Regions from separate parts of the Mus musculus genome. Here all the other regions are linked to region 1. Evidence: chromatin contacts called from public ChIA-PET and HiChIP or PLAC-seq data. All regions are on one chromosome and are shown on one strand. Each heading gives the region's core, a stretch centred on a gene start, on an enhancer-like site or on the middle of the called end of the contact. The rest is flanking DNA. Distances are from core to core; before and after follow the strand shown.

Region 1 (4,361 bases), core at 1,605-4,104:
GGAGTTTGCTTTATGTCTTCCCGTAATAAATAATAAGAACATAAACTAACGACACATCTCAGCAATGCCTGCAACATTTCAACCACAAACTAACTAGAGCGGATTAAGTTCTAAAGCCAGGCGAGAAGGGCCAGCACTCCCCAGAGAAGGGCCAGCACTCCCCACGGAGACATGGGCTAGCCAAGCAAGGCGCACAGCCTGTCACACAGCTCCACACAGCTCAGACTCAGGGAGTCCTCGGGCAGCACAGCAGCGTGGGAAGGCCTGCCTCCAAACCACAGAACAGCCTGGAACAGCTCCTGACTTAGAGAATTCTGTAGGACATGAATGAGAAACTTGGCGAGAGGAATGGAAACTACTAATAATATTTTCTGCTACTGTAAATGTATGGTAAACATAAAAAATAGTTTAGACTAACAAATATTTTTGCATTAATTCAAAGTTTCCAGGTGTCAGATGCAAACTGAAGTCAAAATTTAGTTAATTAAAAGTTAGTATTTCTGGAATCAGTAAGAGAAATAAACTGAGATACTTTAAAGAAACTTATCTTTCCCGAAAACAGTATCCAAGGTTAATTTAAGATTTGTCCAGTAAAAGATGCATTAGATTTCTGCATTTTCAATTTGCCAACAAAGAGTTGAGCTGTTCACATAGCTGTCTTACTAGTTACTCACAACTCACTATTAATTTAAAAACAGGGGTGCCAGGCGGTGGTGGCGTACACCTTTAATCCCAGCACTCGGGAGGCAGAGACAGGCGGATTTCTGAGTTCAAGGCCAGCCTGGTCTACAAAGTGAGTTACAGGACAGCCAGGGATATATAGAGAAACCCTGTCTCGAAAAAGCCAAAACACAAAACAAAAACAAAAACAAAACAAAAAAGCAGGGTCAGAGCCTTGTCTCCTCCCAGACACTGCCCACTGGGTACACAGTACTCTAACAGTAATGATTTCAGAGGCCAGAAGGACAGGGTGGTGAACCCCTGTACCCCAGTTGGCAAGAGGCTGAGCCAGAAGGAGTGCTTCAAGTTTAAGGCTATATGTTGACTCTGTCTGTAAATGATAAAAGAATGGACTTAAGGTGATCTTACAAGGTTCTAATTTTCAGCATGACTAAGGAAGAACAAGAGAGTTTAAGGAAAGAGAAATGTGGGGGGCGGAGGTGGGGGAGTGAGGCTATTCTTCTGACAAACACACTGTCCACTGCCTGCTTGGGATCTGTTTTAAGCAACTCCTAAATATAAATTCCAAAATTTACAATTGTTCAAAAAACATATGCAAATATTTTTTAAAGAAAAACAAAATCCTTACCCTGCAGTTCATGATGTATTACTCCCACTAGGTTGGGTTCATCTCCCCACCAGAATATCCAGAGCTCTTTGCAATCTGGCTTGACATCACGACGCCATACACACAGCAGGTTGGCTTGCAGACAGCGGATGAAACTTAACAGGATTGGATCATCTTGGGCTGGGGCTGAAATTATGGGTCCACAGTCCCCGTGCCCTCCAAAATTGTACCTACGCCATTTGATTCCTGTGAGTTCAGCCTGGAAAACGACAAAAAATTTGCAATAGTTTTGATTTTTCCTTTTACTTACAGACCACTAAAAGCAAATTCCTATAGGAAGGGAAAGCTGATAAAATAGGCATTTGTATTAAACTTCACACCACAAGGTCTCTTCAAAGGAAGAGCACACATCAGAAGGCTGTCGGGACAAACATCATATTAAATACCAAAATGAAACAAGCTCGCAATCATTATGTGCTGCTGAAAAACTTTTATTCTCCTGACCATTTATTAGGTACCCATATTTTTAAATATTATCTTCAATTATTACTTGCTGTTCAGTTCACAAATTACACTTATTTTAAAACCAAATAAGGGCAAAGAGATTGATCAGTCAGCAGCTAAGAGCACCAGCGCTCTTGGAGGGGACCACAGTTGGATTCCCAGCATCACACAGTGGCTCACAACCCCTCTTAACTCTGACCCCAGAAGCCAGTGCCTTCTTCTTCATGTCTATGGGCACAGGACAGACCTGGTTAACACACATACATGCAAGTAAAACTCTTGTACATACTAAAAAAACTTTTAAATACTTTTATAAATAAATAAAACAAGTAAGATTTTAAAATAACTGTTGAGGCACAGTGGCCCACACCTTAAACCCCAGCACTCAGGAGGCAGGAACAGTGGATCTTCTGTGGGTTTGAGGCCAGCCTAGTCTATAAACCAAGTTTCAGGACATCTAGGGCTATGTAGAGGGACCATCTCAACAACAAAAGTCCAAGTTGATTGTTCCTAACACAAAAACGTGAAATTCACACTGCTTCTAAATCCACACTTGGAAGCACTTGAGCTCACTTCACATTAGGGATAGCAAGCCAGAGAAACATATGTCAACAGCCCTGAATCTGAAAATCCACCATCTGAAACATCTGGACCCCTTGTAGAAGACATTCTGAGGAATTCCCACTCCCTCACCCTGTGCCCCAACCTCAGCAGCCAGTTCAGGAGGTGGGAGTTTTCACCAGGGCAGCACAGCATGCTAAAAGGCTCCTCAGGAAGTAGCTGCTAACACAGCAGCCGGCAGCAGCCAAGGCACATTACACAGAGCCCTGCCTCCTTAGCACGGAACTTTAAACAAGCAAGCAGAGGCCGTGTGTTCTGTGCGCAGTTCACACACTTCTACTTTCGAATTTCCTGAAGCTTAGGTTGGATGAACTGGACAGAACATCACAAAGAGAGCGGGGCTCCTTACTTAGTAGCTACAAACTGGGACCATGTACTGGACCAGAGCAAAGCTGACTCACCACAGTCCTGTATCGAACAGCCCACGTGCCCCCATCCCTTCATTTCCTCTCCCACAAAGCCAGTCATTCTTATGGACAAATTCTTTAAAACAGAAGCACCACAGGGCAGAAAAGTAACCATCTGCAACCCAACCGGGACTAACTCCAAGTGCTTAAACAGCTGACACACAGCATACGTATGTGCGTGTATTTAAGACAGAGTCTCACTATGTAGCCCTAGCTGGCCTTGAACTTACTGTGTAAGCCAAGCTGGGCTCCAATTAAGCAAGCTGCACTTGCCTCCTAAGTACTGGGACTAAAGGTGCAGGATACCATGCCTGGCATATTTTCCTTAAGCAACAAGGTATCCCCAGTATTTACATAGCATCTACATTGCATCAGGCAAATGTAATCTTAAAGACCATCCTAGGTGCATGCAAATCCTGCGTTTCTATGCTGCCTGGGGATCTGAGGCGAGGCAAGGCAAACAATCCTGACAGGAGGACAGCTGGCCAGCTCTCTGAGCTCTCCCTGGCTGAGGAAGTGATTCCTTGGCGCTCCCCTCTTCTCACTGCCATGCCTACACTCTTGTCTAGTTTTCTGTTCAAGCCCCCATGTTTCTTCTAATAAAAGTAATATCTCTGTGCTTTAATCAGAAAGCCTAGCATTATTTTCTAAGTGTCAAAGGAGATAAAGTAAAAACAGAGTAGTTCGATTTGGAGAAGATACAGAGAACACTCATCACTTAAGCAAGAACACTGTCCTACGCCCAAGAACCCTGGGCGGGGGAGGGGAGGGGAGCACGGGCGCCAAAGACACAGGACAAATCACTATGACAGGGACCATGCTGTAAGTGTAGAAAACAAGGGCACAGTAGAGACCTGCACCCTGGCTGAGTCTGTCCCCAGGAAAGCAATGCACGGAGACACACGGAGACTCACTGGAGCACGTTCACCTGTAGTGCCCACCCTCGCAGCTGGGCAGGAAAATATCTGGATGACTCCAAACTGCTCTCTAGCCCCAGCTTCTGCGCTAACTTCCTGTGCCTGCTCTCAGTGGCAGAGGGAAGCCACTGTCACCTGCTGTGCTCTTCACAAAGCTGTCCATGCAACAGTGTGCTGTAAACTCCACACAGCACTGCCTGCCACAGGCTAACTAGTCAACCAAAGGAACTGGGAAACTTCCAATTATTTCAAAACATTCGGTTCCCTTACTTTAAAGCTAAAATTAAGTATTATAAAAGTCTACCTCGGTAAGCCTTGACACCTAACAGATGACTATGATAAAGCCAACATGGGGGGGGTGGGGGAAGTGAGGTGGGGGTTTCAATCTTGGCTCAGTGTCTAGTAAGGGCAAAGCTGAAGACCCAGCACCCTGTCCCAGCACAGCTGCTATCTCCTATGAGTGTGGAGCAACGGTCTTTGCTCACCTCCTCTCAGCCCCAGAGCAATGGAACAGGCCTTGCAAGAAACCTCAGAAATGAAACCAAGCAAGCCTGGGTCTAAAGTCAACACGGGCTCCTGATTACTGAGACACTAAAACTCTCCAACCCCTCTTTATTTTTTTAG
Region 2 (4,203 bases), core at 130-2,629, 160 kb after region 1:
CGGGCTTTTAAAATGTAAATCTACCCCCTGCAGCCCCCATACCTCTTGGGCTAACTGCCTGCGCCAGAGCTTTTCTTTCACCGGTAGGGGCCTGAAGCCAGGGAAGTGGCTTACTGGGAGTACCAGGAGGAGCCCATTGAAAGACGGGGCCCTCCTGTGTAGTGTGGACTCCACCTGGCATTCCGGATTTACAGAATGGGCTGACGGGATGTGAGTGGTTGGAGCTGGGGAGGCTGTGACTATTGACAGCGTGAGTCCTGGGGTGCAGCGGGAGACCAAACAAACAGAGAAATGACCTTCAAAGATCAAGGTGACAGTCAGCATCACCCACTGTGCAGGTTGGGTTTATGTCAACTTGACACAGGCTAGGGTCATCTGAGAGGAGGGAACCTCAGGTAGAAAACATCTTCCTAAGATCTGGCTGCGTGCAAGCCTCTATGCAGGGCATCTCCTTAATTAATGGTTATTATGGGGGTGGGACAGCTCATTGTGGATGGGGACCACACCTGGGCTGGTGGTCCTGAGTTCTATACGAAAGCAGGCTGAGCAAGCCATCAGGAACAAGCCAATAAGCCGCATTCCCTTCATGGCCTCTGGATCAGGTCCGGTCTCCAGGTTCAAGCCCCGTTTGACTTCCTGTCTTGACTTCCTTCAGTGACCGCACAGTGCCACATAAATCCTTTGCTCCCCAGGTTGCTTTGGTCATGGTGATCCACCACCGCAGTAGTGAGCCTAAGACACCTGTCATCTACTCTGTAGGGTTGTCACCCAAACCTGCCGTTTCTGCGGTATGATTATGAACCACTTAACAACAACGACACCACAGATGAGAAAACTGAGGCACAGAATGTTGGCATGACAGGCAGAGTCCACAGGCCAAGTTCTCTTCGGCTTAGCTAGAGATTGTGTGTGTGTGTGTGTGTGTGTGTGTGTGTGTGTGTGTGTGTGTGTGTAAAGACGTGATGTAGAAGCTACGGGTGCCCACAAGTCTCTTCTGGCTATGATGGTGCCTTCAGTGCAGCCAGGCAGAATTCAATCCTTGGGCGCTTTCCTAAATTTAAGCTCTAAACGCCACCCTGGGGGCATCCCTCCATGCTTTCTCTTTCTCCTTGTTATGTAGATGAAGTTTCTCCAGGAATCCTCCACCCTACCTTTCTCCTTTCGGACTCCCCTCCCCTCTATTGAGGGGAAATCCCAAAGTTTATCCTGCGTCTGAAACAGGCCTGGCTGAGGTAGAGCTTTGGGGCAGAAAGGGACAGAATTTAGGAACTGGCAGACCGGAGGGTTTGTGGCTACCTCAGGGTTTTATCTCTTCACACTCTCCCCCTAAGCTCAGCAAGCGGTGTTCCCGCCTCCGCAGCCGCTCAGTCCCACCTGCCCACCTGCTGCTACTTACAAATGGCCTCCCTGCGCCTCCAGGCACTGTTTATCCGCTCCCTACACACCCACCAGCTTCCCGGGGACAGGAAGAATTTTATCTCTAGGGCTGAAAATGCACTCTCTAAGGCCCAGGACCCAATCGTCTTTCCTTCCAGTACTTGGCTCTAATCCACTTACTAGGCATTCAATAAATCTCGCGGAGTGCCTTAGAAATGGCTTCAATGAGAGCGCAGTCTGGGCTGTGGGCACACTCCAATAGGAAGGCCACAGCTACGGGCCCAGCTCCCGCACCCCAAATCTGTCTTTTCCTTTGTGGTTATCTGGTGCATTCTGGGAATGTAATCAGACACCCTGGGTGCCCAATGATCTCATCCCAGCGGTTCCTACCCTCAGCTTCAAAGTGGCAATTGCACGTTTGTTTATTTGATTGGTTGTTAATATGATTGAGTTATGGGCTGGTTGTTTGATTTGTTTGAGAAAAGGTATCCTTTGGCTTAGGCTAGCCCAGACTGGCCTTGAACTTCTTTCTAATGCCTCCACGTCTCAAAAGTATGCACCACCACCCCTCATTTGCTTTTGTTTTGTTCAACTGGTGGTGGGGAGGGGCCGGGACTGAATCGCTTATGTAGCTCAAACTGGCCTCAAGGCTATGATCCCCTGCCTCAGAGTGCAGAATTACACTGATATGTACCGCTCGCCCCACTGTTCTTTTGAGACAGAGTTTCACTTCTATAGCCCAAGCTGGCCTTAAATTTAAGGGCCTCCTGCTTCAGCCTCACAAATACTGTGAATTTCTTTCATTATATCCAATGAGAGAGCAAACCTGAGGTTTGGTCCTTCCTTTGATAGGCCTCAGAAGAGCTGAGAGAGCTTGAACATATGAATCTTTGAATGGGAGAAAGGACCAGCTCCTGGTAGGTTGTTCTCTGATCTTCACATACTCATTCCATGAACACACAAATAAATAAAGAACTCAAAAGTTAAAAAAACAAAAACCAAACCAAACCAAACCAAACCAACCAACCAAACCCCACAAGGGCTGGAGAGATGGCTCAGGGGTAAGAACACTGAACACTCTTCCAGAGGTCCTGAGTTCAATTCCCAGCAACCACATGGTTGCTCACAACCATCTGTCATGGGATCTGATGCCCTCTTCTGGTGTGTCTGAAGATAGCTACAGTGTACTCCTATACGTAAAATAAATAAATCTTTTTTTTAAAAAACCCCACAAAAGTTAAAATGTGTAAACAAAGTAAATAAAATAGCCAATAAAAATTTTAAAAAGAAACAAAACACCCTCCAAACAAAAAAGTAAGTTTTTAAAAACAAATTCACAGCCCAGAAAAAAAAAGAAAGAAAATGAAAATGTGAGAGAGGAGAGAGAGAGAGAGAGAGAGAGAGAGAGAGAGAGAGAGAGAGAGATCCAGTTGCTAAAAGCATTCACTGTTCTTGTAGAGGATCTAGGTTCAGTTCCCAGCATGGTCACCTCTAACCCAGCTCCACGAGACTCAACACCCTTGTCTGGCCTCTGAGGACACCCACATGCACTGCACACACACATCAAAAACTGATAATGTTCATATTTACAGCCAAGAAGGAAAGACAAAGCACAGTTGTTGGGAGAGAGTGAGGCTATTTCTCATGCCCCTGGGAGCCTCCTTCTCTGCCTCAGGTGACAAGCAGGTAACAAAAAACCACAGACTGCCTGCGCCACCTACAGGGTCCAGAGCCTGGCGTCTGGATAAAGAACCAAGAGCAACCTCTTAACTCAGTTGTCTGCCCCTCTTGTGACTCCAAAGTTAGGATATTACAGAACAAAAGTCTATAAATGGCTTTTTATGGAGAAGGACAGGAAAAAATGTCAGAGAGATGGCTGGAAGTGGAGGATTCCGGTCCTACAGGCACAAAGCTCAGGGTGAGATACCGGGGCACAGAGGAACCCTCTTGCCTGAAGGTACCTTTGCTAACACTCAGCTGAGAAGCCTCTTTGTCTAGTGGGAGGGCTAGGGGTTGGTTTGGCTGATGGAGATGCCCCAGGGGTTTACTGGAGTCTCTTTGGGCAATTGTGAAAGCATGGTGTTTGGGTGTCAGAGATAGGGTTAGAGACCAGGAAGCTCCAGGATTCAAGATGTGTTTCTGAGCAAAGACTGGGCTGGGCTAGGAAACACTGGGGTGGGGTGGGGGGTTGGCATTGGAGATTGTCATGTGGGCAACTGCTACTCCTGGCTTTCTGTAGACTTCTTCCAAGGCTGAACATCACAATCCCATCTGTAAAATGGAAACAAAGAAACCACCTGGGAGGTAGAGTGTCCAAAAGAAAGGAAGGTCATCTCTCAATGCAGCTCTGCCAGGCTGAGTGAGCCCCAGCCTGAAGGATCTGGACCCAAACAAACCATGGACCTCTGTGATGGGTCTCTCTGCCCTGCAGAAGTAGCCTGATGTCACCCCACCTTCATCCTTCCTCCACTCCTGTCTACATCATAACTCAGCCCAGCTGCCAGGACATCTGGGTTCAAATCCAGACCTCACCTCTAAGAATCAGTTTTGACGCATCCACTCTGCATGTACCTTCCTCCCTGCCTGAGGTCCTCCACTTAACGGTCAATGACTGCTTTTTAGAAATTTTGATGTAAAAGTGTTAGGCTCTTGGTACACACCTATAATTCTAGCTAGCCCTTTGGGTTGCTGGAGAGAGGCAAGTAGATTTCTGTGAATTTAAGGCTAGCCTCATCTCTATAGAGATTTCTAGACCAGCCAGGAACCTGGGTGAAAAAAAGAAGTTAAATAATAGTTATTATTATAATGAGGAGGAGAAGAAGGAGA
Region 3 (4,480 bases), core at 1,372-3,871, 220 kb after region 1:
AGTCATATACCAGCCCTCTTTTTACATCTTATTTGAGACAGGCCTGGCCTATCAAGATCCTTATACCTGGATCTCCAAAATGCCCCAAAGCACAGATTTCCTTAAAACAGGTTCTTGTTTTGTTTTGTTTTTTGTCTACCCATCCATTCAGACACCACCAATGCCAATTATATTTTATGAACACTATGTATGGGAATACAACATGGAATTCCATCAAAGCACCTAGGTCAGGGGGAAACGTTCTAACTTCAGATTTTAAAATCTTAGTTTTCTTTTATGTGTGTGGGTGTCTTGCCCGCATGTATGTTTGTGCACCTTATGTGTGCCTGGTGCCCAAGAAGGCCAGAAGAGGGGTGTCATATCCCCCGGAAGTGGAGTTACAAAGAGTTGTAAGCCACCATGTAGAGGCTGGGAATCAAAATGTGGTCCTCGGGAAGAGCAAGCAGCAAGTGCTCTTAGCTGCGAGCCATCTCTCCAGCCCCTTAAGTTTAGATGTTTGTTTTTTAAAAGTGAACCGGGATGGGGAAGATGTCTCAGCAGGTCCTTGCCGACAATGTTGATGAGATGAGTTCCTCCATGGGCCCACATATTAGAAGATGAGAACTAACTCCTGTGCTGTGTCCCCTGACCTCCACAACCTGCAGGCTGGCACACTTCCAAACCAATGACAGACAAATAAGCAAATCTTTAAGACAAAAGTGGAACATTGATTAACTTGGGGTGTAACTCGGTTGGTAGAGTATTGGTCTCCCACATGCAAAGCCATGGATTCAATCCCCAGTACATATAAACCACGTGTGGTAGTGAGAGCCTGTAATCTCAGAGCCGAAGCAAGGATCGCCTCTTATCACCTGCAGCTACACTGCAAGTTCGAGACCAGGGTGGGTTGGGACGAGACAGCGAGGCTGCAGAGCGTATCTAAGTATTTAAGCCTCGTAGGAGGAATTCCTCTCTATCACAGTAGTTACATCGGCAGCTACGGTGGAAGCATAGAGCCTCATCCCCAACCCGGTCTAAGCCTCCACTGTCACGCATCACTAACTGACTAATAAACCTTACTCCTTGGCCAAGTCTGCATCCTGCCAGTACCAGCTTCCCCACATGAAAGAGAAGCAAGAGACAGCACTTTGGGACCCTGGGGGAACAGCCTACGTCTGCTGCTGCACATCAACCGTTGAGCTCTGAGAGGGGCTGCCAGACAATGGGAAATGAAACATTTGAGTGGTTTGGGAAATATTAGGTAAGAAAACCCCCTCCCCCGGGTATTCTGTGCAGCAGCTGTGACAGGGAAGGAGGGGGCTTTCGGGTTTCAGTGTTCCTGAGCAGACCAATGGCTGCTAGAATGTTCTTTCCGGGAAGACATGGCCTCACACACGAAGCTGGCTGGGAACCCAAATGATTGCTTAAGAGTTCTGAACCACCATTCCCCCAATCCTTCTGTCATATGCACACACACACTCATCCATCCACACACACACACACACACACACACACACACACAGACACACACATACACTTTCCCTACACACTTATATAGTCACCCCACACATTTACACACTTACACACAGTCACATACACATATACTTATCCCACACACTTAGACACACATTCATACAGTCTCATACACACACTCACAAACATACACACTCACCACACACACTTACAGTCACACACATTCACCCTCCCTATCCTACACACTTATTCAGTCACCCCACACACTTAACTTACACTGTGTGTAAGTGTTTGCACACAGTCATATATACTCACACTTACCTCAAACACTTACACACAGTCACATATACTCACACACATATAGTTACCCCACATATTTAACACACACACTTACACATAGTCACATACACACATTCACAAACATACACACTCACCACACTTACACACAGTCTCACACACACACATACATTCACTTATACACAATCACACGTAGTCACATACACACACTTATATACAATCACACGTAGTCACATACACACACTCAAACACACACACACACACACTTGTACAGGTTTTCTATGGCCTTGCCAAGCTGGTGACATATATGACCTTGGCTCTGACCCAGTGTTCATAGTAGGAGTTTTGCCATCTCCCTTGAATCTAACGGTAAACTCCAACATGGTGTCACTGCTTGCAATGCCCCTGGTATTTCTGGTTAGCATGTGGCTTCCTTCCACTTTCTCCATTCCTGTTTGTAACAGACATTTGTCTGTCACACTCTTCCTCTTTTGTACAATAAAGTGAGACTGACACTAACCACTCCTTGTTTTGTTTACCTTAAAACTAGCAAGTGGCCCAGCGGAGAGGAACAGAGACGAGCTGACCCCTGGAGGTGGCTGGCCGGCCAGCCTCAATGAAACCTCAAACTCAGATTCAATGAGAGACTGAGTTTCTAAACACAAGGTAAAATGTGATAGACAACGATACCCCAACATCAATCTCTGACCCACCCCCAGCGTATGTGTATAGACGCGCACATACACACATGTGCACACATACCCATACACACATGTGCACATACACAGACACACCCCAACTGAGAAAATGCCTAGAAGCTCTCATAACCAACACCCCCTCAGGGCTCCGCTTTTTAGATTTGTTAAAGGGATGATGTACAGATTTTCAGAGAAACCTGGTGGATGGGGAAACAGGAAGTTACAAAGGTTAAGGGACCTGTGTATTAGTCACGAGGTTTCAGTTGCAAAAGGACCCAATCCTGGCATAAAAGCACCGCCCCCACCTCCCAGCCCCCACCAGATACAAAATGGTTGGGACTGTCTCCATCAGAAGGGAGGGTCGGAAGAGCTTCCGTCATGGCTGGATCCAGGTCCTCAGTGAAAAAGTCTAGAACACATCCCCTCTGCATCTGTTTGGTTTGGATTTGCTTTGTTCTGGTTTCCTGTTTAGATAGAAACTCTACCTGTTGAACACATTGCCTCACGGGGCACATCTCTCTTTCTCCTGGTGCTCACTGCAAAAGTCCAGGGGCTGGGGCCAGAGGGCTCTGATAGGCTCTGACCGGGGTGGGGGGAATGAACGAGGTCCTGGGCCTTTAGCTGCAGCCAAAGTCTAGACAAACCACACAGACAGGGTGAGACTCCCCCTCCCTCCCAAAGATTGGTGTGTTCCCCCAGAAGGGGAGGGAACAAATACTAAAGTACGGGGAGACAAGAAGATCTGTAGCTGGTAGGCCAGGGAGGAGGAGGCCAGTGACCCCCAGGTTATTTGGGGACGTTCAGAATTTCTTTTGTCTGTGCAGACACTTAGACAGAAGCAGAGAACTCTCTAGGATAAGTCTGAAAACGGGGAGCTGTTTTTTCTGGAGCTCACCACCACACAGTAAGGGTCCCCAGTGAATGTGAGACTACTAGCCTCCTCCTGCCAGCCTCCTGCCCTCTGCCTAGGAAAACTGTGCAGGGGTTGCAGGTCCCTGAGTGGGGATTGCACCCACTCTGCTCTCCCTGCTGCATCACCCTAAGACCCACATCTTCCTCAGTGGGGCAGCACCTGGAGCAAAGCCAGAGGAGACCTCTGCATCTTGCCTGGCTCTGTAGCTACTGCCTGGAGCTGAGGCTCAGCCTGGAGCTAGGATCCAAGCAGCCAGAGCCTGCTTTCCAGTCCCACTCAGTGCCTCCTTCAGACTGGCCGGAAGTCACATGCTTCCTCCACTCAGAAGTGTTTACAAACAGCATACCTGCATACCTGCATACCTGCCCTGGCTTCTTGCTCCAAAGACTGCTCTCTGCCATGCCCAGTGTAGCTGGTTATTAGGGCCCACCCCGTTGTGAGTCCCCAGTGCTCCAGGAAGCTTGCTGCCTACACACTAGACACCAGTTGTTATTATCTGCATTGTGTACAGACAGACAGACAGAGACAGAGAGAGTGAGAAAGAGAAGACATGACAGACACACACACACACACACACACACACACACACACACACAGAGAGGGGGGGGGGGCGGGCAGGCAGGCAGGCCCAGGGCTAAATGAATTTGGCTGAGCACTTTGCTAGGCTATCTGATCAGGTAAATAAACTGGACGAAGGCTCAGCTAAGTACATCGTGAGAGCCTTGGCAAGCCCAAGGCCCTGGCTGCATGTCCAACCTTTTGACTTTTCAATGCAATGCTATTCTCTAGAAAGTTAACACTTGAGGGCTGTGCAATTGAATCATGCGCTTGTGCACACATGCACACACATATGCGAGCATGCGCGTACACACACACACACACACACACACACACACACACACACACACAAAATTGAGTTGGGTAGCTGGCTTACTAGATAAAGCCTTTGCTTTGTACATGTCCCCAGAACTCGCATAAAGCAGAATGCAGCTTCACACATCTGTAACCCCAGCCTGCTCTGAAGTGAGAGGAGAGAATTCCCAGAGTCAGCTGAGCTGGACTACACAGCGGCAAGCAAGAGACTCCATCTACCTCACACAAGACGGGAGGCAAGGACTGA

Evidence for each region. ChIA-PET counts read pairs in DNA pulled down with a chosen protein or histone mark. HiChIP or PLAC-seq counts read pairs in DNA pulled down with a chosen protein or histone mark.
Region 2: a contact with region 1 is called in an H3K27ac HiChIP or PLAC-seq map of epiblast stem cells. The contact joins two enhancer-like sites. A contact is called at or near these places in 1 of 15 datasets of contacts at CTCF or cohesin (stem cell-derived epiblast-like cells), 7 of 484 Hi-C or Micro-C datasets (cerebral cortex, embryonic stem cells and nephron progenitors) and 9 of 115 datasets of contacts at active chromatin or transcription factors (bone marrow-derived macrophages, embryonic stem cells, epiblast stem cells and 2 more).
Region 3: an RNA polymerase II ChIA-PET map of memory CD8 T cells shows a contact between it and region 1, with 33 read pairs. The contact joins two enhancer-like sites. A contact is called at or near these places in 3 of 484 Hi-C or Micro-C datasets (bone marrow-derived macrophages, large pre-B cells and nephron progenitors), 9 of 115 datasets of contacts at active chromatin or transcription factors (the HPC-7 cell line, astrocytes, bone marrow-derived macrophages and 6 more) and 1 of 9 other capture datasets (embryonic stem cells).

Annotation. Positions count from the first base shown.
Region 1 is chr5:118,590,519-118,594,879 of GRCm38.p6, reverse strand. Med13l (mediator complex subunit 13-like) reads right to left here. Exons shown (of 31, transcript NM_172424.4): 2 at 1,310-1,547. Among named protein-coding and RNA genes, the nearest start is that of Med13l, 32 kb to the right of the region's middle. Within about 2 kb of position 2,854, at least 80 of the 459 cell types and tissues checked have an H3K27ac peak or open chromatin away from gene starts, as enhancers often do. A contact at or near this core is called in the HPC-7 cell line, bone marrow-derived macrophages, epiblast stem cells and 2 more, where this site is marked.
Region 2 is chr5:118,432,672-118,436,874 of GRCm38.p6, reverse strand. No RefSeq gene overlaps it. Among named protein-coding and RNA genes, the nearest start is that of Gm30657, 21 kb to the right of the region's middle. RefSeq lists enhancers at 1-831, 842-2,224, 1,821-3,005 and cis regulatory regions at 1-3,989, 1-3,989. Within about 2 kb of position 1,379, at least 35 of the 459 cell types and tissues checked have an H3K27ac peak or open chromatin away from gene starts, as enhancers often do. A contact at or near this core is called in epiblast stem cells and stem cell-derived epiblast-like cells, where this site is marked.
Region 3 is chr5:118,374,357-118,378,836 of GRCm38.p6, reverse strand. It overlaps Gm30604 (a long non-coding RNA gene), which reads left to right. Exons shown (of 6, transcript XR_878721.1): 3 at 1,072-1,240; 4 at 2,300-2,415; 5 at 4,328-4,480. Among named protein-coding and RNA genes, the nearest start is that of Gm30604, 4.3 kb to the left of the region's middle. Within about 2 kb of position 2,621, at least 91 of the 459 cell types and tissues checked have an H3K27ac peak or open chromatin away from gene starts, as enhancers often do. A contact at or near this core is called in the HPC-7 cell line, bone marrow-derived macrophages and memory CD8 T cells, where this site is marked.